3 separate regions of the Mus musculus genome follow, and all the other regions are linked to region 3. A link is a contact called in public HiChIP or PLAC-seq and promoter capture Hi-C data. All regions are on one chromosome and are shown on one strand. Each heading gives the region's core, a stretch centred on a gene start, on an enhancer-like site or on the middle of the called end of the contact. The rest is flanking DNA. Distances are from core to core; before and after follow the strand shown.

The links. HiChIP or PLAC-seq counts read pairs in DNA pulled down with a chosen protein or histone mark. Capture Hi-C pulls out chosen DNA fragments and counts their contacts.
Region 1: a contact with region 3 is called in a promoter capture Hi-C map of liver. The contact joins two enhancer-like sites. A contact is called at or near these places in 7 of 484 Hi-C or Micro-C datasets (CD4 T cells, Sertoli cells, Th2 cells and 4 more), 3 of 115 datasets of contacts at active chromatin or transcription factors (bone marrow-derived macrophages and embryonic stem cells) and 2 of 9 other capture datasets (adipose tissue and liver).
Region 2: an H3K4me3 HiChIP or PLAC-seq map of bone marrow-derived macrophages shows a contact between it and region 3, with 4 times the contacts expected there. The contact joins two enhancer-like sites. A contact is called at or near these places in 1 of 115 datasets of contacts at active chromatin or transcription factors (bone marrow-derived macrophages) and 1 of 9 other capture datasets (pancreatic islet).

Annotation. Positions count from the first base shown.
Region 1 is chr4:143,117,150-143,121,672 of GRCm38.p6, reverse strand. All of the region lies in intron 8 of Prdm2 (PR domain containing 2, with ZNF domain), which reads left to right. Among named protein-coding and RNA genes, the nearest start is that of Mir7021, 17 kb to the left of the region's middle. Within about 2 kb of position 2,607, at least 73 of the 459 cell types and tissues checked have an H3K27ac peak or open chromatin away from gene starts, as enhancers often do. A contact at or near this core is called in Th2 cells and liver, where this site is marked.
Region 2 is chr4:143,286,382-143,290,386 of GRCm38.p6, reverse strand. All of the region lies in intron 1 of Pdpn (podoplanin), which reads left to right. Among named protein-coding and RNA genes, the nearest start is that of Pdpn, 11 kb to the left of the region's middle. Within about 2 kb of position 1,331, at least 136 of the 459 cell types and tissues checked have an H3K27ac peak or open chromatin away from gene starts, as enhancers often do. A contact at or near this core is called in bone marrow-derived macrophages, where this site is marked.
Region 3 is chr4:143,188,341-143,192,473 of GRCm38.p6, reverse strand. The region is part of intron 2 of Prdm2 (PR domain containing 2, with ZNF domain); the gene reads left to right. Among named protein-coding and RNA genes, the nearest start is that of Gm22039, 14 kb to the left of the region's middle. Within about 2 kb of position 1,638, at least 65 of the 459 cell types and tissues checked have an H3K27ac peak or open chromatin away from gene starts, as enhancers often do. A contact at or near this core is called in Th2 cells, bone marrow-derived macrophages and liver, where this site is marked.

The DNA.
Region 1 (4,523 bases), core at 1,358-3,857, 72 kb after region 3:
AGTCCTGACACTTGGCATCTGTGGGTACCCTTTCCAGTATTGCCACCCAGAATACATTGCAGACACTGCTCTTGTGTCTTCTGATTTTTTTTTTTTGTTTGTTTTAAACCCAGAATAAGGAAGCCCCCTGTTGATATCTACGTTGGCTGATTTGCACAGTGCTGTACCCACTTGGCTGAGCTGTGTTTGAACATGTCTCTAAAGCCTTGTTCCACAGCCTAATGTCACTCACCTTAGTGATTTCTCCATCACGCCCATGAGTCAGAATTGCTGTAATAAAGCAACTGGCAGAATCAAAGGGTGATGGCTGCAGATGAAGAAAACTGGTCTCAGTCACTGAGTGTGTCGAATGCTCACTGTTGCCTAAAGTGTTGAAGCACAGGAGCTGGCAAGGTGGGGAGGCCCCAGAAACACTCTGACTTTTTGCTATGACACCAGCTATGGACTGAATGACACAGTTGAGCTCATTTGCCTTTAGTGTCACCCCAGCATACTGTACCCAATGGTTACAGCTTGGTGCCTCTGTAAATCTTGACCACCACTGAGCCAGTGTTTGCTTCCCAGTAGTCATTAATGAAAACATTGTTCCCGAAAGCTAGTGTGATTCAGTTATGTCCTAGTCCAGAGGAGGCAGAGATGGGTAGCTTCTTAGAGCTCCCTGGCCAGATAGCCAAGACTCCTTGGTGACTTCCAGGCCAAGGAGAGATCCTGTCTTTAAAAATAAGGCGAACAACACCTGAGGCTGTCCTCTGTCTTTGACATGCACATGAGCACACAAAACTAAACTATACATTGGTCTTCTTGAGGCTTAGCATAGGTCCCTGAGCAAATCCGTCTCCTTGGAGAACATCCTTCTCTGCCTTCCCGGGTATGCAGTGTTTGAGCCTGGCTCAAGGCTACATCACATAGTGCCAACAAGTTAGATAAATGGGGGAAAGAAGTTGGGTCAGTAATGAGCTGCCTCCTATCCTTTCGAATCTATACTGCTTGAGTTCAACCCTGGTTCTTCAAGCCAGGTGTCTGGGTTTGGGCAAGGTGCTTACCCTGTGTGAAATGCTGGCATACCCATCTCACAGTTCTTGGTGAATAAATCTCCAGGAACAAGGCCCCCAGCATGCCGTTAGCAAGGGCAGGTAAGGGAAGAAATGGAGAGAATGCCATTCTATACCTGCCTACATGTGGCTGCAAGCCTGTGTATTCCCCAAGTTAGAAGCAGCATGTAGCTGGGCCAGGTTGTCTGTCCCCAGCCAGGAGGAGCCTTTCTAGAAGGCCTCCACCCAGTGAGCTGGAGAAGCAGCCCAGGGTGGGACAGGTGACCTGAGGCCACACTGTCTCCTCCAGTTTGTAGAGCAGGTTAAACTGTTGAGGTTGGCGCCAGACAGGGTGAGGACTTTGGGGGAAGGCACAGAAGCGAAGGCGGGACCTGGCCCCCATCCCACGATATCCCTGCTCTTTTGGCAGCTCCATTCTCATTGACTAATGCCATGCGTTCACATGGTAAGCATGCCTTTCCAGTGACAGTGCCAGCCGTGTGTCTGGGACTCACTGCCAGCCAGGAACACCAGGCTTCACGGAGGTGGGGGCAGTAAGGCCTTCGTGAGCTGCACACCTACCTCTGGGCTTGTTCTTAGGATAAACCATCTTCACCACTGACATCACATGAAGCCTACCAATAGCAAACCCCATGAAGGTTGAGCCCTGCTTGGCCCTGGAACTCACCTCTTTTGACATCTTTGGCTAAGCTCATCTTTAAAAGACAGGTCCTAATGATGTTTTCAGCATCTCCAAAGGACGTTGTCACTGACAAGAACAATCCCATGTACCGTCCAGGGAAGAGCATCCCTCTTTAGGTTTTCCACACTGGTTGTCTTAATTTTCTGGCAGTCAGCATTCCTGGCACGTGTATTTATTTCTCTTCTCAGCTTTATTGCAAATGGTGTGTTTTCACTCAACTGGAGGAAAAAAAAGAACCTGGAAGTAGATGTAGAGAGGAGAAAGTCAGGGGGATCATTCCTGTGCTGGCTCAAGCGGTAGCAGGGTTCCTGCAGAGATGATGTCCCTGAAATGTAAGAGGCAGCACTAGGTGGGATGGGGGTGGGGTCTGTGGGAGAGGTCTGAATCTTCAGATGTGTTCACAGAGTTGTTCAAAACAGACACCTTGACCCATGTTCTGGGCAGGACTCTGGCAGTGAGTGAACCCCTCTGGGATGCAAGTGCTTGGAGAATTTGACTCTTGGGAGTAGGGACCTGCATGTTGGAGAGCTCGGATGTGGATTTGTTCCTTATTGTTTAGGATGCGCGTTCTGGGCGCCCCTTTGTGCCCCCAGCAGTGATGGCCCCATAGGTAGGAAATGGACAGATACAAGCTGTCCTTTGGCGTTTTTGCAGTTGGTTGTTTTGGTTCAGCTGGAAGGGAAAGGAGAGTCTATCCAGTTAAGACTCCCGACTCCCAAGCTTCCTTCTGTGTTCCTAGGGCTCCCTACACTCCACCAGCTCTTGCCCTGGTGAAACAGAAGCCAGTGGCAGCTTCCTTACCACACTGCACTGCTGGCCTCTTCCTCTGCTTGCTGGAAGGGAGGCGTCCGCACAGGGATTTCCCCACTGGCAACTTCCTTGGCTGAGGTCCTCAGGCCTGGCTGGCCTGCCAGCCTTCCTGTTAACTGGGTCAAGTGTTAGGAGCTTGCTACACACTAGACATTAAAACGCCAGTAGTGGTGCTCAGACCAAACAGGTTTGACCTAGAAGCCCCAACAGGACAGAGCCCAATAGATAAGACCTTTTAGGTGAGAAAGAGGCCAGGTCCTTGTGGGCCTGTTGGAAAGGAACAGAAACCCTCCTCCATCAAAAGGGTACGGGCGTCTTACAGTGTTAAAGAGGAGACGAAACTAAAAGAGACCCCAAAAGCAGGCGCCTAGGCTGTGCTTGCCGACTGCCCATGTCAACTGCAGCTTGCCCCAGTATCATAAGACTCAGAACCATCCAGGCCCAAGAATTTTTTCTTTCTGCTTTTTTTTTTGAAAAATTTGTGTGTGTGTTTGTGTAGATGTACTCATTTCATGGTGCATTCCACTTCATTTTGAGACAAGATTGCTCTTATTTCCACAACAGTGTCTAGTTGCCTTGCTAGTGAGTCTCCTGTCTCCTCCCCCTGTAGGAGTGCTGGGATTGCAGATATGCACCACTACTTCTGGGGTTTTTGTGTAAATCCCAGCAATCCCATTAAGCTATTCAAGCATTTTAACCTGCTGAGCCATCGGGCCACCCAGGAGGGCCAGCGTTTTTCTGGCCCTCTGGGACCACCTGCCTTTTCTTCCCCACTCCTGCATTATTAGAGGGACTTGTTTACAGCTGCTGGACACCAGCCCCAACCCAGATCAGAAAATATTTGTACATCTGGCTCTACCTACCTGTCCTCAGCTGCAGGTCCTCGCAGCTTCAGCATATCACCCCCAACCCCACCCCCGTCAGTTTCTTCTAAGATTTCTGTTGGTTCTGAGCGTCTGTAGGTCCCACCTACATGGTTACTGTGCTGCCCATCCGTGGACCTCATTTTGAGCAGAAGTACAGAGCTCACCAACTCTTCAAGCCTGCTCTCATGCCCAGTGCTGAGCTATTGGGGGGAGGGGGGAGCCAAGTCCAAATATCTGAGGCTCTGAGCCCTATCTTGGGTGTTTTCTGCATTACCAGGGCATCTGAGTTAGAAAGCCTCTGTTCCCAGCTTCCTCTGAGCCTGGAAAGGGACAACTCAAAGCAGACCAAGCATGCTCCTTGAGGTCTGTCAGCAGATCTAGGGCAGAGGAGCCCCACACTGAAGAACCCTTCATCGCTACTGCTGCTGGGCCTATGTCAGGGGTGCAAATAGGCTTGGGAGCACACGGTTCTGGATTCGTATCGTGACTGCTTCCCTGTGAACTTTGCTAGCTGGTGCCTCCACTCCTTTGAACCTCTTCTTTCCCCTCCAATAAGACAGGATCATGGCGCCCTGCCTCACAGGGGAGGTGATTCAAAGAACTCCTGCAAAGGACCCAAAATAGCACCCTCCCCCGACCCCCAGTGTTCAGGTCACAAACGCTGTCATGCTACCACTTCTTTTTTTTTTTTTTTTTTTTTTTTGAGACAGGGTTTCTCTGTATAGCCCTGGCTGTCCTGGAGCTCACTTTGTAGACCAGGCTGGCCTCGAATTCAGAAATACGCCTGCTTCTGCCTCCCAAGTGCTGGGATTAAAAGCGTGCGCCACCACGCCCGATGCCACCACCTCTTCTTGAGGTACTTACTTTGCAGGAGAGTCTCCTGTGGCTCAGAGAGGTTGAGGAATCTTGTGGAGGCCCCAAGGCAAGTCAGAGGCAGAGCTAGGCTCTGAATGAGAGGGGCCTCCTGGATCACCCAGGTGCCCATAATGGGAAATGCCAGGTGACCGGCATTGCTGGAGGTGTCTGGTGGCTTCTTCACTCAGTACACAGAGGATTTCAGCAGAGGTTTCAGGCTTGTCTTCCCTTGACACCAGCTTCCACGCCTTTGGCCTT
Region 2 (4,005 bases), core at 82-2,581, 98 kb before region 3:
GCTCTCTCTGTGCTGCATACACTGGCCTTGAATTCCTGGACTTATGAGATGTTCCTTTATCAGGACTGCTGGCGTGTGGCTCAGAAGTAGGCCATTTGTCTGGCAAGGGAGCCCTCGTGTAGAAACATCTGGTTGGACTATAGTCACCATCTGTCAGGATGAAGAGCACCAATTTGGTATTATCCAAACCTTTGGGTGAGAAAGGCAATAAAGAAAGTGTGGGGTGGGTGAGATGGCCGAGCAATTGAGAGCACTTCCTGCTTTTGCAGAGGACAGGGTTCCCACCTGAACTTCTCTGGTTCTGGATCTGATGCCTGACAGCCCCAGGCCCGGGTTACACATAGCCAACATTGAGTGTAGGCAAGCACTCATGTACTCGACATAAGAATAAATCTCCTTTAAAAGAGGGCAGATGCCATGGTCAGGTTTTCACCACGGTGTCCAGATAGGAGAGGAAGGGTTTATTCTGGCTCTTGGTTTGAGAGTGTCCATCACAGGACAGGAGTGCTGTGAGGTAGCTGACTGCATGGACAGTCGGGGAGGAGAGAGAGAGAGAGAGAGAGAGAGAGAGAGATGCTGGTGCCCCTACTTTCTCCTTTGCCATTTTTATTCAGCCTAGATCTGCCACACACAGATGCTGCCAGCCTCATTCAAGGCGCATCTTCTCTCCTGGTCTACACATCTCTATAAACAGACATACCCATAGATATGTCTCCTACTTGACTTTACATCCAGTCAAACAATGACACACACACAATGACACACACATACCCACGTTCATTATCTGTGGAAATCAGGTGGGGTAGGTGAGAGGCAAGGAATGAATTGCTAAGCACCGCAGACACTTGCATCTCTGTGTTAGACTATGAGGTGATAGAAGATACATCTTGTGGGCATGTAGGGGCCAGTGTGCTGAGAGGGTCTGAACGGTGAGCCTAGGGATGGGACTGTGTGCTTGAGTTTCCCACATGCAAGGAGAAAGGGAGAAAGACAGCAAGGGAAGTTCCAAAGAGACCCTACTAGCCAATAGCAGCCTTGAAAAAAAAATTCATCTACCAAGGGCTGAGACGAAGTTCACTCACTCACAGATGGTAGCCTAGCACATACAAGGCCCTGGGTTTGACTCTCCAGCACAAAAAACAAGATTATCCAAAAGCAACATGAAATTCTCCCAAGATGCAGCTTCCAAACCAGGCTGAGGATCAAGGCCAAGGATGGCCGCATTCTTCACATAGCCGAAGGCTTCCCTGTGCTCACAGCTGGGCTGTCTGCACGGCAGGTCAGATCTGAAGGGGCTCATCTTCCACTCTTACGAAATCCCAGCCACTCAGCTGAGGCCCTGAGTAATCAGAGCTCAGACTCTGCTCAGTTCCCGGCAGAAGGCAAGTGCTTTCCACCCCGCTCTGATGTGATACTCCAGGCAGCGCCCCTCAAACATCCTATGAGCTTGTCACTCTTCCCTAGAAGGTGGCTTTTTCCCTAGAAGGTGCCTGCAGCTCCTGCTAGGTTCCAGAAAAAAATTCTTAGGAGGTACGATTCCTGTCCGAAAAACAGAATTCATTTCCCCTTTTACAGGAAAACCGTCTGCTGTTAGTCAAGAGTAAAAAAAAAAAAAAAAAAGGTCTCCCCGAGTTGAGTAATTATGATGAAAGCTGGGCTCAGCTGTTTCTGTCTCACTGCTGAGGAGTTTAGAGTGTGCGGTCCACTGATTCACTTCCTGGAACCCTAAAAAGTGTCACTGTCATTCACCTACTCATTCTGTGTCTTCAGGCGGGGCAGTAAACTCAGCAGAACAGCAGTTTGCTCAAAAGAAAGTTCTAGAACCTCATAGGGAGGAAATAGTGAATGGCCCAGTATGGCTAAGCCCATGGAGATACTTCCTCCTGGCTTTTCTGTAGAGAGAGGGGCTTTCCCCTGGGCAATGGGTGAAGGTTGGGGTGGGTAGCAGCAGTGTCGGGAGATGGACCTCAGCAGCCCAGCTTCAAGCTCCATTAGAAACCATCCGTGGTCAACAGTGTACCCAGCCTTTTCCTTAAAGGGTACAGGCTCAGGGCTGGGGAGTGGCTGTGTTGGTAAAGTGCTTGTCTTGCAGGCATGAGAACCTAAGTTCAGTTCCCAGCACCCACACAAAAAGCCAGGCATGGTGGCAAGTGCTTGCAGTCTCCTGGTCTGGGGGGGCGGGGGGGGGGGGGGAGAAGAAGGAGGATTCCCTGGGTGGAACTCACTAGCCAGCTGCCAACTGGGCGTAATCAGCAAATTCTGGGTCCTAGAGAGACTTCTTCTCAGAAGACAAGGCAGAAGACAGTTTCTATCTAGGAAGTGTGCCTGAGGTTGACCTCTGGCTTCCACATACATGTGCACACACCTGCCCACATGTGCTCACGCATGTGTCTGAACATCCAAGGATGGACGGGGGGGGGGGGCGGGGGGGGGGGGCGTGGAGGAGGGAGAGAGGGGGAGAACCTTCAAGGAGTGAGGCAAGAGTGACCCAGAGACATAGTGGCCTTTGTAAGTGCTAGAGCGATGGCTCAGCGGTTAAGAGCACTGATTGCTCTTCTAGAGGTCCTGAGTTCAATTCCCAGCAACCACATGGTGGCTCACAACCATCTGGAATGGGATCAGATGCCCTCTTCTGGTGTGTCTGAAGACAGCTACAGTGTACTCATGCATGAATAAATCAATCTTTAAGTAGAGTGGGCTTTGCACTCTGATGGATCTGGATTCTGACTGAAGCCACCATTGCCACCTGCTCACTGAGCTGACGGCCCCCTAACTCTCCACCTCACCCTCACTATCCTCCTGAAAAGCAGGAATGGTACTTGTTGCAGGAGTTTTGTAAAGACCCCAGGAAAGCACCCGGTAGTAGGTTTTTTTTTTTTTTTCTCCGAGACAGGGTTTCTCTGTGTAGCCCTGGCTGTCCTGGAACTCACTCTGTAGACCAGGCTGGCCTCAAACTCAGAAATCCGCCTGCCTCTGCCTCCCGAGTGCTCTGGATTAAAGGTGTGTGCCACCACGCCCAGTTCCCGGTTGTAGGTTTTATTCATTCTTGTGTAAATTCAGTCAGAAGTAACTACTTTGACCCCCTGGACCCTTCAGAGAGGAGAGGAGAGGAGAGGAGAGGAGGGGAGGGTGTGCTTGGGTGGCCTGGAGTATCCCTCCCCCTTCCTCCTGCCCAGTCACTTACTGACTTCTAGCTGTCAAAATAAAAGTCCTTAGCAGCCACAGACCTGCTGCCTTTTCTGTTTTCTTTCTTCCTTCTCTGCCTCCTCCTCTTCCTCCTCTTCCTTCTCCTATTCCTTCTCAGCAGAATCTTCCTGGAGCCCAGGGATATGTCATGCTCAGGAACTTTCTGCTTCAGTCCTTCAAGTGCTGAGATTACAATACCACCCCTACCTCTCCCATCCCACCCCTGCCCTCTCCCCTCCCCACCCCACCCCCATAGCTACCTTTGTTTTTCTTCTTTTCCTTTCCCCTCCCTGTCTTTCATTCCTCCTTCCTTTGACTCTGGGGAATGATCCCAGGGCTGCTGTATACTAACCCTGGACTCTACCACTGAGCCATACCCCAGCTCTTTCTTCCTTGCCCTGGTCCAGCTACAAACGAAAAAAAAAAAAAAAAAAAAAAAAAAAAACAACTTTCAAAAGCTGCTTCCAGCCCACTGGGGCCAGCCAGCCAGAAGTGTCATGTACAACCCTTCACCCACTGTGAGGTCAAGGGAACAGGCTCCTAACATTTACATGCAGGAGTTCCTCAGAGGAGCTAGGAGCATGGCTCCGCTTACCTCAGTTCCGACACCCCTCTCTTAAATGCACATCCTACCTGCCAGCAGCATCGTGCAGCCTGACAGTCGTGTCCCATCTCATTAAACGAGCTTGGTCTATGGCAAAACCCGTGACAGCGAATGACAGGCAGGGCCACACAGAGTTCACCCTCACTGGTGAATTGTTCTGGGTCCTGTCACTGCTGCCCTACAGTAGGGAAGGGCGTTCACCTGCTCTGCAGTGA
Region 3 (4,133 bases), core at 389-2,888:
TCTTGGTTGGGTGGAATTTTCTCTCCAGGAAATGATTAGCATCTCTCGGTTGCGGCTTAGCAGGTAGCGCTGTCCTATGATGGCTGTGGTCTCTGAGACACTAGCACAGACTCTTTTCTTTCCCATGAATGAGCCAGTTGAGGCACGGGGATGATCTGGGTCGGGTCATGTTGCTTATGAGAATCCTCTAGGAGGGGTGATAGCTCTCAAAGCATGCCCGTGTTGAACACACCCCTCTTCTGTGTGGGCGTGTCCCAAGTTCCCCCTCCAGAGGTAGCTTGTTAGGCTCTCCCTCTGCAGCCATTTCTGGGGCTCCATACACCCCCAGAACATGAGTTCTTTGTTTTTCCTTCTCTCCCCTGTTTGTCACTCAGTACCCACTCACTTGCTGTCTCTCTCCTCCCAAGAGGGAGCATAGTTTGCTATGCAGGTGAGTCCTTGTTCCTCCTCACTGCCGTGCCTAGCTGGCAGTCGGAGTCACCTTTGCCCTCATGTTGTATTTTCTGTTTTTAGGTCATAGCTATCCTTTGTTTCCTCACTACTATTCCACACTAACCCAATACAGTTGCTCCTAGACTTACAATGTGATTACATCCTACTAAACTCAAGGTAAAGCCAACGCAATTACAACTTTTTTCTTTTGTATCTTAGACTATTGTGAATTAGAGATCATCTCTGTGATATTTTCCTGTTTCCTAGGTTATTTAGTGGCACAATGTAAATAGGCTCAAAGTAGCCTAGCTTAGATATGCTACAGTTTAATTCCATTTTGTATCTGTTGAGTTCTTAGCACAGTTGCCAAGCTCTTTGTTAAGTATATATATTCTCCTCTTATAAAAACAACCTATGAAATGCAGGCATTAGAATTCCCACTTTGTGATGGAAGACTTTAGGACCAAGAGATGGTCATTCCAGAGTGAAAAAAGGAGCTTTGCAGTCAGCAGCAGTCAGATGTATAAAGCCTCTCACTGTAGCAGCCCAGGTATACTCAGGTTTGCAGAAGTGGCAAACAGCTGCCCAGCTCAGTGGCTTAACACAGCCCCAGCTTATTCCCTGGTCTTTGCTGCACACTCTGGATTGTCGTGGTGCTGTCCTATTGTAGTTACACAGGAACAAGGGATCGTGGACTTTTGGTATGTGACATTAATTGGCCACACTCACGTTGGCATATGTCATTTAAAATTAATGTGGTGGTGGGGTGTGATCCCATCTGGTAGCAGAGAAAAACCAAAGTATTTGAGGACAGCTATGAGGATTTCCTGGGACTACCTTTATTACTAATTTCCTGAGTTACATAGTTTCCCCCCCTGGAATCTTTTCTGGCAGTATAGGAACTATAGTCACAACAGCTCTCTGTTCTAAGCAGTGGCCTGTGTTACTACTGCCATTAACCAGTAGCAGGGGAGTTTTGCTTTCTGTGCTAGTTTTAAAGACCAGTAAAACAAGGAAAGAAGCTTGTGAGCACCGTTGTAATCCATCTGCAGTTCTCGTAGCTCTGCTGTCCTGGGTGTTTATTTGTTCCCATGCACAGAACCCCTCCCAGCATGTCATGGACACTGCAGAGAACCACGTGGATGAGGCTCTGCAGTCTTGATGCTCAGAAAAGCAGGCAAGGCTGGTTCCAGAGGATAGTGAAAGTGCTGTGAAGCAGCGAGTCCCTGTGAGGAGGAGTGGCAGGGAGGGCTAGAGGAAGTGCTCTGTGTTACACAGCCACTGATCTCAGAACCAAGGTGGGACACAGCCAGAATCCAGGTGCACAACAATACAGGAAAGGAAGTAATGGGCAGACTGAAAGAAACACAGTGTGCAAAGGGCAGGGCCGTGCTTCATTATATTTTATTGCAAATGGGTAAAGTATAGACGTGGATTTGCTTATTTATATTTCTTCTCATGAAAAGCCAGTAAAATTTGCTTATTATGTATGAATATTCGTATATATGTTTGTTTTCTGGGTGTTTATTTATTTATTATTTTTTAATTTTGGCAAAAAGTTTCTCTACATAGCATTGGTTGTCCTAGAACTTACTATATAGACCAGACCAGTCTTGAACTCACAGAGATCCCTCTGCCTCTGCCTCCCAAGTGGTGGGATTAAAGATGTGTACCACCATACCCAGTCCTTATATTTTTAAAAATCAGAGCCATTAATCCATATTGCTTATGTGAAATAGTGAATGCAACCTTCTATAATAGCCATTTTACCAGTAGCAGCTGTCAGCTGGCAGAGAGTGTGAAGAGAGGGGCTGTGGTAGGGAAGGAGAGGCTGGTCCTGAGGCCACATGAAGCCAGGCAAAGAGGTACAAGGTCAGTTTCATGGGCCTTGTTAAAGATCGGAGGAGAGTTTGCTTGAGGGATGGGGGAGTTTGGGACAGTTCTGAGTATAGGAATGTTTGAATTGTGTTAATAAATATTAATTAAAATGATACATTCTGTTCTGTTATACTGATATTCCTGTTCTTTAAGTCTGATGACTTAAAGGTTCATTTTGCTTTAATGATTAATAAATATTTAGGATTATTAATTATGAGGTTAGCTAGATTTTCATGTGTTTGTAAGTTGGCCTTTCTATCTGTAAATAGAAAGTATTTAAAACTCTATCTTAGTTTCATACGTTTAAAAATATTTATTGTAGCCAGGCATGGTGGCGCACGCCTTTAATCCCAGCACTCGGGAGGCAGTGGCAGGTGGATCTCTGAGTTCGAGGCCAGCCTGGTCTACAAAGTGAGTTCCAGGACTGCCAGGGCTATACAGAGAAACCCTGTCTCAAAAAAAAAAAATATTGTTTGTATGTGTGTGCATGTGTCTGTATGTAGATGCCCTGGAGGCCTTGCAGCTGGAGCTACAGATGCTTCCGAGCCTCCTGCTGGGGACGCTGGCGTCCAGAGCCAGCTCCAGCCCGGTTTAGTGTTTGCTGCAAAGAGGTGTTAAATGAACATACTTGGGTTTTCTTTTCCTTTCTTTTTTAATACTATAGACACTGTGTTTATTCCAGTCGTGGTATTTTTACAGTTTGACACTGGTTCATGGTTTCTTTTCCCTCTTCATGTTTTAAGTATTTTCCCATCATTTTAGTTCTTGTTAAGATGTAGGGCTGCTGAACTCTGCCCTCTGGGCTACTGTTTTTCTGCTGTTAGGTAAACTCTTGTTGTTTGCCTTAGCTTGCCATTGTAGTTGTATGTCATTTCTGGTTTTCTCTTTTCTGAGTATCTTGTTAACATTTTACCTCAGCTGTTTATCTCTGAGCTTAAATTTTAAGTTGTTTGATATTAAATGAGACTCCTAGGCCAGTTTTTTTCTAGATTTTTTAACCCCTGAGGTGTGATTTGTGTGCCTCATGGTGTACCCATTTGACACACATCTGCACTCAAGGAGATATGGCCATTTGCTGGCTGTGGGACATTGCAATGTCCCAGGCTTCCCTTGCTGATTAGTCCTTCACAAGAGGCAGCTGCTGACGAACTTGGTGTCTCTACTGTCCTGTTCTCTAGTGTCATAGCTATGCAGTCCCACGGAGTACATCCTGTGTTTATCTTCCCATGACTTGGTCATCCATCCGGGTTGTTGCTGCTTAGTGGCTGCATTTTCTTTGCAGAGGTTTATTTTTTTATTTTTAATTTTTTTATGTTTTAAAGACTGTCTGAGTTTGGCCCACTCCGTTCAAAGGTATGATTCTACCAGGTGGTTAACACTGTGGCGACTTCTTGATTTCATTTTCATTATCTTCTTCCTTTTTTTCTGACCCTAAAAATAGACTGTTTCAGCATATGCTAATTATGGAGCAAAGAAGTGTTTATAATTATAGATACAAATTTAAATTTTCAGATTTAAAAAGACTTCCATAAGGTACTCCTAGTTGTTATGATTTAGATCTCAATAAATATTATCTTAAGAAATTTGTATTCTAATAATGGCACCTAAATCTCCTTTTAAATCTAGTATTCTGCTAGATATATAATAATCTTTATAAACATGGGTGTGATTTTTTTTAATGAAATGATTAGATTATCTGAAAATTGAAAAAAAAACAACTTGGATTGTATTTCTTTAAATAATTGGAAGGCTTTGCTTTTTTGTGTTGTTTGGGCATGGATTATGGTAGACAAGACTTAGGGCTGTTTGACTGCCTTAGCTTT